2 separate regions of the Mus musculus genome follow, and region 2 is linked to region 1. The links are chromatin contacts, called in public promoter capture Hi-C maps. All regions are on one chromosome and are shown on one strand. The core of a region is the stretch at or near the end of the contact, and the rest is flanking DNA. Distances in the headings are between cores, read along the strand shown.

The links. Promoter capture Hi-C pulls out the DNA fragments that hold promoters and counts their contacts.
Region 2: a contact with region 1 is called in a promoter capture Hi-C map of the SN4741 cell line, with 1.9 times the contacts expected there. The contact joins the enhancer-like site here to the promoter of Bicral in region 1. A contact is called at or near these places in 1 of 39 promoter capture datasets (the SN4741 cell line), 4 of 484 Hi-C or Micro-C datasets (bone marrow-derived macrophages, embryonic stem cells and stem cell-derived neurons), 1 of 115 datasets of contacts at active chromatin or transcription factors (embryonic stem cells) and 4 of 9 other capture datasets (adipose tissue, liver, macrophages and 1 more).

What each region holds. Positions count from the first base shown.
Region 1 is chr17:46,827,701-46,833,768 of GRCm38.p6, reverse strand. Bicral (BRD4 interacting chromatin remodeling complex associated protein like) reads left to right here and starts at 2,356. Exons shown (of 11, transcript NM_001100452.1): 1 at 2,356-2,818; 2 at 3,656-3,704; 3 at 3,789-3,857. The coding sequence starts at 2,778.
Region 2 is chr17:46,931,128-46,937,195 of GRCm38.p6, reverse strand. Ubr2 (ubiquitin protein ligase E3 component n-recognin 2) reads left to right here. Exons shown (of 47, transcript NM_146078.3): 44 at 1,685-1,762; 45 at 2,951-3,121; 46 at 4,642-4,743. Among named protein-coding and RNA genes, the nearest start is that of Prph2, 24 kb to the right of the region's middle. Within about 2 kb of position 3,470, at least 97 of the 459 cell types and tissues checked have an H3K27ac peak or open chromatin away from gene starts, as enhancers often do. A contact at or near this core is called in the SN4741 cell line, bone marrow-derived macrophages and macrophages, where this site is marked.

The sequences.
Region 1 (6,068 bases), core at 1,107-3,606:
AGGTCAGCTTTGGGGGTTAGTCCCCAGGAGTCCCCCACTTTACTTTTTAAGGCAGGATCTCTCACTGGGACCTGGAGCTTGTATGCTGAGATGGCAAGTGAGTGAGTGCCAGGCATCCTCCTGCCTCTGTGCACCCCAGGATTGGGATTACCATGTGTGCCACCATGCCCATCTTGTTACATGGGTTTCAAGAATAAAACTCTTTACCCGCAGAGCCGTCTCCTTAGCAACCCCCATTCACATTCCTCTTAATCCGTCTGTAGGCGGGCAAGCCTCAGACACTGCGGTTTGGGTGATGCTAAACATCAGACCCAGGCTTCACATGAGCTGAACCACTGAGCCCCATCTTCAACTTTAAAAATTAAGTATAGAAGGCACAAGCATGATCACGCATGCTTTTAATCCCAGCACTCTCCACAAAGGCCAGGGGGCTCTCCACGGTGAGTTCCAAACCAGCCAGGGGTACATAGTGAGATGCAGTCTCAAGAAAAAGAGAAGAAAGTTTATGGCGATAATAGGATTCTTCATTTGAATAGCCATGTTGAAGTAAAGAAATAATATATACTGTATAGGCCTAAAGATACATCATAATTGGACAGTTTATTCCGTGTGATTGTGATGTCTGGGAGGCGTGGTTTATAATGACATGAGCTGTGGCTAATGCTTGTAATCAGGACATAGCTTCTGTTTTGTGGCATTTGTTTGAGGCAGGTTCGTATGTAGCCTAGGCTGTCCTGGTACTCATTAGGTAGACCAGGCTGTCCTTAAACTTGCATCAGGCCTTCTGCCTCTGCCTCCCAAGGGCTGAAAATACAGATGTCACCTCGTCACCATGCCTGGCTTGTGTAACAAATCCAGCATACCCAGTTGATGATAGTTTTCCTGTTTCCTTCCCAGTCTTGTTTTCAAAAGTCATGTGTGCAGGAACATTGGTGCCAATGTGACCTCAAATGACTCCTGCCTGGGTCCTAAAGAGCCCATTTCTCATGGCTGGCTGCTCTTAGCTTCAGTAGCCAACAGCTTCTGCTTCATGTATCCCACTCTCCTTCCTTCTCCCTCACCCATCCTCTCTCCCCACCCTGCACTCTGCTCAGTGGATTATAATCAGCCCAGTCACTCCGCAACCCTTCGAATCCAGCCACCTACAGGAGGGTCCCACATCAGGAAACTTACCCTTCCACATTCTTCTAGAGTAGAGAAAGTGTCCTTCCCCGTGGCAGGAGGGAATACCACAGCTGTTAGGCCTTATGATTGGTTTGGAGGAACTAATGGGAGAAGGAAGTTTGAACAGAGAAAAATCTCTCCTTAAGACTCACCCTTCCCTCTGCCTTTTCTGGGTATGCCCCTCCTCTGGGCATCTCTTCAGGATTTCATTCCTGCGTCCAACTGCCGTTCACAACTGCCCTTTCCAACTGCTCCAGAACTCTTGGCCCTGGTGTTCTGTGATGTAAATTATTCCACGCATGGCTTGAAATGGGTGAGAAGCAGGGTTGCCAGGTGTCGGGTCACTAGTGTAAGTTGACTGGCTCTCGGGGGAGAACCACGGCTGGAATTTGTTCAGTTGTTACAGTCTGGGCCAGAGCTGTGCTGGCCATGCTTGTGGCTGCTGCAGGCAGAGAGAGGGAGCTCCGAGCTGCAGTGGGGAGAACTTGGGCTGCAGTTTCTACTTTAAACATTCCTGGTCCAGCTATGGACTATTCGGCATTGAACTTGGACAGTATTTCTGCACTGGGAAGCACCCAAGGCCCACGACCAGAGCCTGTATGGCTTGCACCACAGGGCCTCCTGGTCTGTCTCCAAATGTGGGGAGAACCCGCATTCTGCCTTCCCAAAGATCACCAAAATACGTTGAGAAGTCGGAGTTGCTCTCAGTGTTTAGACGCATCCGGTCACAACCCTGAAGGACTTCAGAATCTGAGAGCTTTCCTAAAGCAAAATTTTGTCTCTGCCCTTACTCATTCTACGTTTGATGGCATAAGTCCTCCTTCATGGTCTCTCTCGGGAATCTGCATGTGGCCGGTGGCTGCAGCTATCTTAGATGTGTCTAAACTCTTTGGACCTCTATGTTGAAACTGATTTATAGGAGAAACAATTTAAGTCAAAAATGTATTCAAGTAACTGTTAATTTCACATATTTCTACCTTTTTGTTGTTGTTGTTGTTTTTCGAGACAGGGTTTCTCTGTGTAGCCCTGGCTGTCCTGGAACTCACTTTGTAGACCAGGCTGGCCTCAAACTCAGAAATCCGCCTGCCTCTGCCTCTGCCTCCCGAGTGCTGGGATTAAAGGCGTGCGCCACTACGCCTGGCACCTTTTGTTTTTGTTTTTGTTTTTGTTTTTGTTTTTTGTTTTTGACATGGGGTCTCATGTAGCCCAGGCTGGCCTCAACCTTGTCATGTAGGCAAGGGTAGCCTTCACCTCCTGATCCTCCTGTCTCTGCCTTCCAACTCCTGGGATCAAGGTGTTTGCCAGTGTGTCTGGCTTGCTTGGCTATTTGTTTATTTACTTATGAGCTGCGGTCTTGCTATTGTCCAGGCTGACCTTGAACTCTTGGACTCAAGTTCCCTTCCTTACTGAGTCCTACCTGAGTGGCCAGGACTACTGGCAAATGACACTGTGCCCACCAGCCACAACATTTTTCCCATGGTAGGCTTGATAGGTGACTAGGGAAAGCTCCCGTGCTGACAGTTGTGTGGAGGCTCAGCGTGCTCCACTGCATCCATATTGCTGGCCGCCCTGCTCCGACTCACTGCCTCCCTCCCTCTCTCCTTGCAGTTGTCATGGATGATGACGATGACTCCTGTCTCCTCGATCTTATTGGGTAAGATGCTCCTGTGGGGCCCAGGGTGGACCGCTCGTGTGAGGTGTGAGGAGTAGAAAGAGCTCTGTAGCTATCTTAAGCTCCTGGCCTTTTAAAATAAAAAATAATACTTTACCATGGTTACAGCAATAACTAGCACAGAGAGTTTGTGTGTTTGTTTGTTTGTACTAAGATTTTGTTATACCAGGCAGTGGTGGCACACACCTTTAATCCCAGCACTTGGGAGGCAGAGGCAGAGGCAGGCAGATTTCTGAGTTTGAGGCCAGCCTGGTCTACAGAGTGAGTTCCAGGACAGCCAGGGCTACACAGAGAAACCCTGTCTCAGAAAACAAAAATAAATAAATAAACAAATAAATAAGATTTTATTTATTTTATGTATAAAGTACACTGTCATTGTCTTCAGAAGAGGGCATCAGATCACATACAGATGGTTGTGAGCCACCATGTGGTTGCTGGGATTTGAACTCAGGACATCAGGAAGAGCAGTCAGTGCTCTTAACTGCCACAGAAAGGTAGTTTTACACACAGGTCATAACTCAGCAACCCATTCCTTTTGGTTTTACTTGTTATTTTTTTTAGTAAGTCTGGGGATGGCAGGCCAGGGTGTTGCTTAGTTTTATTTTTAGCTCACCAAGCAAGGGCAAGGTCCAAGTTCACCCCCCAGGACTGAAGCAGTAGGCGCTTCCCAGAGACAGAAGTGTAGAAAATGGTTTAAAATGGAGAGATTTCACTGGAGCTAGTGTTTCGTTTCTTTTTGCCTTATATAACTATCAGCAGCTATTTACGTAGAAGTAGCAGTACTTACTTGTTTCACTCTCTCACTTCCTTCTTTTCTAGAGACCCACAAGCATTGAACTATTTTCTGCACGGACCTAGCAGTAAATCGGTAAGTGACAGACAAGTGTCTCAGGCTCGGCTTTTGTCTCTCCAAGCCCTGCAGTAACTGCCATGTTGAATTCCCCCTCTGCAGGGCAGCGATGATGTGACGAACGCAGGGTATTCTGCAGCCAATTCTAATTCAATTTTCGCCAACTCCACGGTGAGTGCTGAAAACCAGACCTGAAGCCTTTCTGTCTCAAGGAAACCTTACAAGAGAGGCTTCGATTGCCTCTGTAGAGTGCAAAGAATCATTACCTCACCTTGTGACTGACAGGAGAGGGAAAACCTGGATGACAGTATGTCAGTGCTCTGTTTGTCATAGAATCAGGCTCTTAAGTTTCTTCTTGCTTTTGACATTCCTCTATGTTACGTATGCGTGAGTGCCTGAGTGTACGTGTATCGATCAGGAGGAGGACCGCCTTGAGTTGGCTGTCTCTTTCCACCAAGTAGGTCCCACAGATCAAATCCCAGGCTTTGTGGTGAGCCTTCACCCTCTGAGCCGTCCCTCTGGCCCAGCACGTCCAGCTTTCTAAGCCTTCAACCTTATGAAGTGACGCCAGTGTTGTGACATTAGAATGTTTTGAATCAGCTGGGCGTGGTGGCGACACCTTTAATCCCAGCACTCGGGAGGCAGAGGCAGGTGGATTTCTGAGTTCAAGGCCAGCCTGGTCTACAGAGTGAGTTCCAGGGCAGCCAGGGCTACACAGAGAAACCCTGTCTCGAAAAAACAAAAAACAAAACAAAACAAAAAAGAATGTTTTGAATCTTGTCATAGGAGCTTTAAGGAGACTTTTTAATGATTAGTTACTTACAGATAATGTTATAAACAAGATAAGGTAGTAGCTAACACTGTTGAGGGGTAATATGTGCTTGTGAGGAGGGCTCGTGCAGACTGCATCTGATGCTCACAGTCCCTGCAGGAAGTGGTTTTACCGTTAGCTCTGTCTTGTAGACAAGGAAGCTAAGGCACAGAGAGGTTTACCCAGCCAAGAGGTTCAGTGCTAGGATTCTGACTCAGGCCCTAACCTCAACAGCATGGTCTGTTAAGATCTAGGAGCATAGACAAGATGGGAACGGAGGAGTCTTATTTGGAGACTCTCTCAGATCTATGTTTAGGGGCTGGGGAGAGACCTCAGTAGGTGGGAGCACTTGCTGAGCCAGAATAAGGACCTGAGTTCAAATCCCCAGGACCCACGTAAAAAGCTAGGCCTGGGGCTGGTGAGATGGCTTAGCAGATAGGAGCACTTGACCGCTCTTCCAAAGGTCCTGAGTTCAAATCCCAGCAACCACATGGTGGCTCACAACCACCCATAATGAGATCTGATGCCCTCTTCTGGTACATCTGAAGACAACTGCAGTGTACTTATGTATAATAATAAATAAATCTTTTTTTTTTTTTTTTGGTTTTTCGAGACAGGGTTTCTCTGTAGCCCTGGCTGTCCTGGAACTCACTTTGTAGACCAGGCTGGCCTTGAACTCAGAAATCTGCCTGCCTCTGCCTCCCGAGTGCTGGGATTAAAGGCGTGCGCCATCACGCCAGCAAATAAATAAATCTTAAAAAAAAAAAAAAGAAGAAGAAGAAGAAAGAAAGAAAAGAAGAGAAGAGAAGAGAAGAGAAGAGAAGAGAAGAGAAAAGAAAAGAAAAGAAAAGAAAAGAAAAGAAAAGAAAAGAAAAGAAAAGAAAAACCAAAAAAATAAAAAAAAATAAAAAAAGAAGAAGAAGCTAGGCCTGGCTGCAAAAGTGCTCCAACCCCAGTGTCAGGGTCTGAGACAGGAGGGATGCTGGGGCTTCTCCACAGCCCGCCCAGCTCAGCTTCGGTGAGAGGCCCTGGCTCTCAGAAGTCAGACAGAGTCCAGTGTGACCTCCAGCTCTCAGCGGTCTCGGCCATCCTCATGCTAGAAATATGGGTGCCAGCCACCTGCCTCACCTCTGCTCCAGAGAAAACAATCTTCTTACTCTCAATTGCTCTCCCCGATGCCTATCATGGTTCTTTAGGACCTGCTGAGGGCTAGCCCAGCCTTGGCTCGTTTGTCCAATCGTTCAGCCATTAAAACCTCATTAGCTGCAGATCTGAGTGTTGGTATTTACAGGCATGTGCACCACACACAAGAATACTTGTTTGTTTGCTCTTTCTTTCTTTCTTTCTTTCTTTCTTTCTTTCTTTCTTTCTTTCTTTCTTTCATTAATTTTTATTTGTTTGTTTACTTTTGCTTTGTTTGAGGCAGAGTCTTTGTGTAGCCCTGGCTGTCTTAGAATTGACTCTGTAGACCAGGATGGCCTCAATCTCAGATCCACCTGCCCCTGACTCCCAAGTGTTGATATTTAAAGGCGTGTGCCACTACTGCCACCACCACCACCAGCACTGGATTA
Region 2 (6,068 bases), core at 2,221-4,720, 100 kb before region 1:
CCATTTTCATTCAAACAACTGCACACTGGTTGTGTAAAACCTTCCTCTGGATCACATAGGTGTCTCACTGCTCAGGACTGCTGCTTCTGGAGTCTGCAGCCCCATGTTCCCAGAAGGCTGCCTGAGCTTGCTAGTACCAATCCAGAACCCAGAGCTCCTGCTGTGAGGGGTTGAACCTTGTGAGGGTTTCACATCTGTAAATGGTCGCTTGTCACACACACACACACACACACACACACACACACACACACACACCCTTAGCTAGCGGTCTTCCTGTGGACAGGACGTGTACATCTGTAAATGGTCGCTTGTCTCACACACACACACACACACACACCCTTAGCTAGCGGTCTTCCTGTGGACAGGACGCGTGCTTCTTAACTTGCAGTGCTGATCACAGTAATTGACACGCTTTGAAAATATAGACAGCACTCCTGGCACTGTGCGTCTCTGAAGTTGGAGTTCTAGCCGGTGTGCTCCCTTTAAACTGCAGTGGATGATGATGGCTAGCTAGTGCTGTCCAAAGTCTCCCACAGGGAAGTCGAGGCTGGGCTTTCAGTAGCTAGAGAGTGGATACCACAGCTGTGAGCTGTGGCTCACACTGAGAAAGAAGCCCTGTAGTACTGACTGGATTTGAACGTCTTTTTCTGAGTTTCTTGAGTCACAGAACCAGTGTAGCTGATAGAGAGGGAATGGTTGTATTCTTATGGTGCCTTCAGAGCACGCATAGTAAGTACGCACTTTTTGATGTCAGTCCTGAAGTTGTAGGGTGGGTTCTCCGATACTGTGCCGGCCGTAGAAGTCAAGAGTGGGCATTCTCACCTGCTGCTCCTTCCTGCAGCCACCAAACGTTTGCTTAAATGGGCAGAGCCTAAAGGCATCTCTGTCTACCTCGTCACTCATTCTGAGCACATCAGGTGAGGAATGGGAACTCCGAGACACTACCATCATAGCCCCATCCCCAGCACCCCGCCCACGGGCTCCATTGAAAGAATCCAGACAAGACGCATACAGTGGAGTGTAGGAGACAGAATTGGTTTGGTTTGGGCAATTCTGTTTGTTTTTTGTTTTGTATTCTAACATTGTTGTTTGTGTATGGATATTGGTGAGGACGTGCCACGCCTGTGTGGAGGTCAGAGGACAGCTTGTAGGTGTCAGTTCTCTCTCCACTCTGGGTTCCAGGAGTTGAGTTCAAGGGAGAGTCACTCTAGGTGGGCTTTATTCCATCCCTAAAGTCTCTGCAGCAGAAAACTTCCCCTGGGCGCTACTTTCCTGCCCAGAAGCTTGACAGAGCCATTTGGATTAACTTGGGGAGATGGCGGTGGGTCCTGTTCTTTTCTAGGGAGCTTCCAGCGAGAACATAATCTTAGGCAGTTTAGATAGTTAACTGTTAATGGCCTTTCAGGTTTGTCTCCACCACAGTCAGAAATCAACTCTGCCCGCACTGCGGGTCCCTAGTTCTCCAAGCTGTCACGGGTTACAAGCGGGGGATTCATCCCCCTGACCCTCAGGCTTGCCGATGGTGAAGAGCAGCTGGGTTGCCTTCTCTGGCTTCCACCACGCCAGGCCATCGGCTGCTCAGTACACCTTCCTTTGCTCTACTTTGACTAAGCCAAGAGTTAACCTTGTGTGCTTATAACATGACCACATATTTACCAAGTTCTTCTCCTTTCTCACTTCTTAGCTACCCCAGAGGAGCTAACAAACTGATAGACCTTCCAGAGGATTACAGCAGCCTCATTAACCAAGCATCCAATTTCTCGTAAGTTACTCTCTTGGTGCCCTGCCCCTCAGACCCTTCTGCAGACAGTCAGATGGGTTTGTGGGGGCTCTTTGTTTTCACTGGGGAAGAGAAATCAGAAGTCCTTTCCATTTACTTATTTTATGTGTCTCAGTGCTCTATCTGCATGTGCACCTGTGTGCCAGAAGAGAGCATTAAACATATCCTCTTATGCATGGTTGTGAGCCACCATGTACTTGCTGAGAATTGAACTCAGGACCTCTGGAAGAGCAGCCAGTGCTCTTATCTGCTGAGCCATCTCTCCAGCCCTGCATTTGTGATTCTTTTTTTTTTTTTTTTGGTTTTTCGAGACAGGGTTTCTCTGTGTAGCCCTGGCTGTCCTGGAACTCACTTTGTAGACCAGGCTGGCCTCGAAATCCGCCTACCTCTGCCTCCCGAGTGCTGGGATTAAAGGCGTGCGCCACCACACCTGGCCTGCATTTGTGATTCTTAAGGAGTTTTCTGTCTCTGGGTATCTCCTGCGTCTCCCTCCTTGCTCTGTAGACACGTCACTCTGAGTGCTGTGCTGAGTCTCTGCCCTCTTTTACTCTGTTGATGTGCTAAAGCACTGACCAGAGCAACGTGGGGAGGAAAAGGGTTAACCTGCTTACAGGTTACAGTCTGTCACTGAGGGAGGTCAGAGCAGGGGCTCAGAGCAGGAACCTGGACGGGGGACTGAAGCAGAGGCCATGGAAGAACACTGTCACTGGTTTGCTCCGTCTGCGTTCTTATATAACCTGGGCCCACCTGCCCGTCATCAATTAGCCATCAAGAAGAAAGTGTCTCCAAAGATGTGCCCACAGGCCATTCTAACAGAAGCCATCTCTTGTTTGAAGCTTCTTCTCGCCCCCTCCCCATGTGTCTGGGAAGCTAACATGGGTGTCTGTTCCGCGTCACTCCATTTAAGTGGCTGTGTCTGCAGTACTTTGCACACTGTGTCTGAGATTTGTACGTGACTGAGGCATCACTCTTCCGTGCCCCAATAGTAGTTCCTGTTGTTCACACAGTGTTCCCATCTGCCTGTCCCAGATGTTGCTCCCTTAGGTGTTTCTGGTAGGTGGTATTAGTGTGTGTCCCAGTGTCCTGTCACAGAATGGTGAATACTGACAGATTATTTTCCAGGGTGCTCTGTGCCTGTTCCTTTGTAACAGTGCTGTCTTTATCTTCCAGGTGCCCCAAATCAGGTGGCGACAAGAGCAGAGCTCCTACTCTGTGCCTCGTGTGTGGGAGTCTCCTCTGCTCTCAGAGTTACTGCTGCCAAGCTGAGCTGGAGGGTGAGGACGTCGGAGCCTGCACAGCACACACCTACTCCTGCGGCTCCGGGGCCGGCATCTTCCTGAGGTAAGGCCCTCGGCTGGCCGTGTTCACCTGAGCACTTCGGGGACTTTCGAAGCCACTGTGCCACTGTGTGCAGACTACAAAGAGCCAGGGCTCTCACATTTCCCGTATGGCTGGTGACAGCTCCCAACTGACAGCTTAGCTCCCCTTTGTGCCTCCTTAAATGTGGGGCGATCCCTGTCCCTCGTTTCCTCCCCAAATTCAGGTAAAGAATTCCCCCGTCAGGAACTGCAGAGACGGAGCACAAGAGCACCTGTATTCAGGTCCCAGCATTTGGGTCAGCAGTGCAGCTCACGACTGCCTGTAGCTCTGGTGCTAGGGGATCTGCTGCCCTCTGCTGGCCTCTGTGGACTCACACACTTACACATAAAGCATAAATTTGTAAATCTTTAGAGCCCAGCATCATCTTTGCCTCTGTGGTGCTCTTAGGTTTTCTCTGAGGAGGCACGGGTTGCCACTGGGTCCTGTACTCAGATAAAAATACTTAGTAACTGTTGTATGTCATTTTTTAAACGAGTAATTTTCTCATAATTGTGGGGAAAAGATGAGCTGTCTTTCCCCACACTTAGCTGTTTTAAATTCTGCTTGGAGCCCTGGGTTCTCGACACAGTCACTGTCTGAATTTGCAGCACGTCATTGCCAGGTACATTCCCGCCGCATGGCTCCACTGAACACTTGTGTAAAGAGTCCCTTGTTCTCCTGAATTGGCACCTCGGAGGCTTACCTCCTCCGTCTGCTAACCTAGGCCTAGGCCTGGGGACTTCCAGACTGCACACAGGCCAATCTAGGCCGACAGTGTTTCCAGCCTCTGAGACTTTGTGCTGAATAAGCTCACCCTTCCTGGTTCTTTCTGAGCTCTGACTGGCTGTGACTCACACCCCTCTCCATGCTGACTGAGTCAGACTGACTTCTGAGTTGCTCTGTTTGGCCTCATGCTACCTTTGCAAGCTCCTCTGATCTTCTGGCTCCTTCTCATTCTCTGACTCATTCTGTCTTCACCGTGTCTGCTTGGTCTCTCTTCAGCCTGTCTCTGTAAAACCCTCCCGGTAAATCTGCCTTCTCTCTTCCCTCTGGCTCTGCGCTGCTCTCTCAAGTAGCTTCCTCTTCCTCAAGAGAGTGAGGCACATCCTATTCTGTCAGATCTTTCTCTGATTCATAATTCTGTCTGCCACTCCATTAGACGTCACTTCCAAACATGGCTGTGTCCTTCCACAAACTATGGATTTAAAGGTATGTCCTAAAGGCAAGTCTGTATTCCAGCAGAGGGATTAAAACCGAGCCGTACCACAACTAGAAACAGTTTTTTCCATAAGTAACACAGTCTCAGGGTTCACAGTGTGATCAAGTCCCCTGCACCAGACTTGGGCGGATACCTTGCTACTCGCAGGTATCTCTGTTACAGCTGCTCTCGTCTCCTGACCTGGCCTTTTGTGCATGTGTTTCCTTACATAAGCCTTTTCTCTGAGTTGAATCAACATCATGTTACTTACATAAATGTACAAAGATGAATGCTCTCTCCACAGAGTGCGGGAATGTCAGGTGCTATTTTTAGCTGGCAAAACCAAAGGATGTTTTTATTCTCCTCCTTACCTTGACGACTATGGAGAGACCGACCAGGGACTCAGGTAAGGACCCGGCCTGGGGTTAGGAAGATGAGCCTCGTGGAGAGCATGATAAGCAGGGAGGTCCTGAAGTCAGCTGGGCTGGTACCCAGGAGTGGGCTCTGCTGAAGGTAGCTTGTCACCCGTGGACTTGTCACCTGTGGACTCGTTCTCAAGGAGCACACCTGGCTCCTGCTTTGTGTGCATTTGCCACCTTTGGAAAGCCAGGAGTGGGTGGGGAGAGGGCTTGGTTGGTAAAGTGCCTGCCATGTGGGCATGAGGACCTGGGTGTGACCTCAGTGCGGAAGGGGGGTGGGGAGGGAGGTGTTTCTCTGCCTCACCAAGTCAGTGAGCTCAGACAAAAAGCAAGAGACTGTCTCAGGAGACACTGGCAAGTGACTGAGGAGGAAGACACCTGAGGGTGACTTCTAGCTTCTGCCTGCGTGTGCACACAGCCATGAGCACACCCACACACGTGCATGGCCACTCCCATGCAAACAGAAAAAAATGGATTCTTTTCGAATGTCTTGGTGTCTTAACTTGGTGGGTGAAGTGCTTGCCTCCAAAGCCTGAGGGCTTGTATTCAGATCCCCGGCTCTCTCTCACCCTAGTGCTACAGGCAGACACGGGCCACCCCAGAGCTCATCCATCAGCCAGTCAGCCTAGGCAAAATGGTGAGCTCTGGGCTCAATGAAAAGGCCCTGCCCCAGAGATGAGGTGGAAGGAGACAGAGAAGACACCCAACACTGGCCTCTGGCCTCCGGCCTCCACACACCGAGCATGGCATATACCCCTGCACATACGTGCACACATTGAGAATAAAATTTTAAGTTTAATATAAACAAAAGGGCTGACGACTGTTGGCCGAGGTAAAGGCCTGCTTCAGGAGCCTGCTGACCAAGTTCAGTCACAGAGTCCCATAGAAAATGGAAGGAAAAGTGACTCCAGAGAGTACGTCCAACTGCCGCGTGCACACATGGCAAAGGAGAGAGACAGAGAGAGAGTATGAGAATGAGAAAGAAACTTGAGAAACCCTCCATGAGGAACATAGATAGGACAGATGTGAGAAAGCCAAAAGACTGCTTTGAGTTGCCCATAGCATCCCCAGCATCAGCCCCACAGGTCCGGCCTGTGTGGCTCCCTTCAGGGGAGGCTTTTCCTGTCCTGGTGACAGGAGACCAGGTGTGAGTGCCCAAAGATATGTGTGCAGAAGAGAATCACATGATGCAGGCGCAGCTGCCCTTGATACTGCCTCTGCTGGGAGCTTCCCGCTCACAGAGCCCTACTCCAAAGCTGCTTGCCCCCAGGCGATGAAGGATTAAAGCAGAGGTGACTTCCCAGGCTTGAAT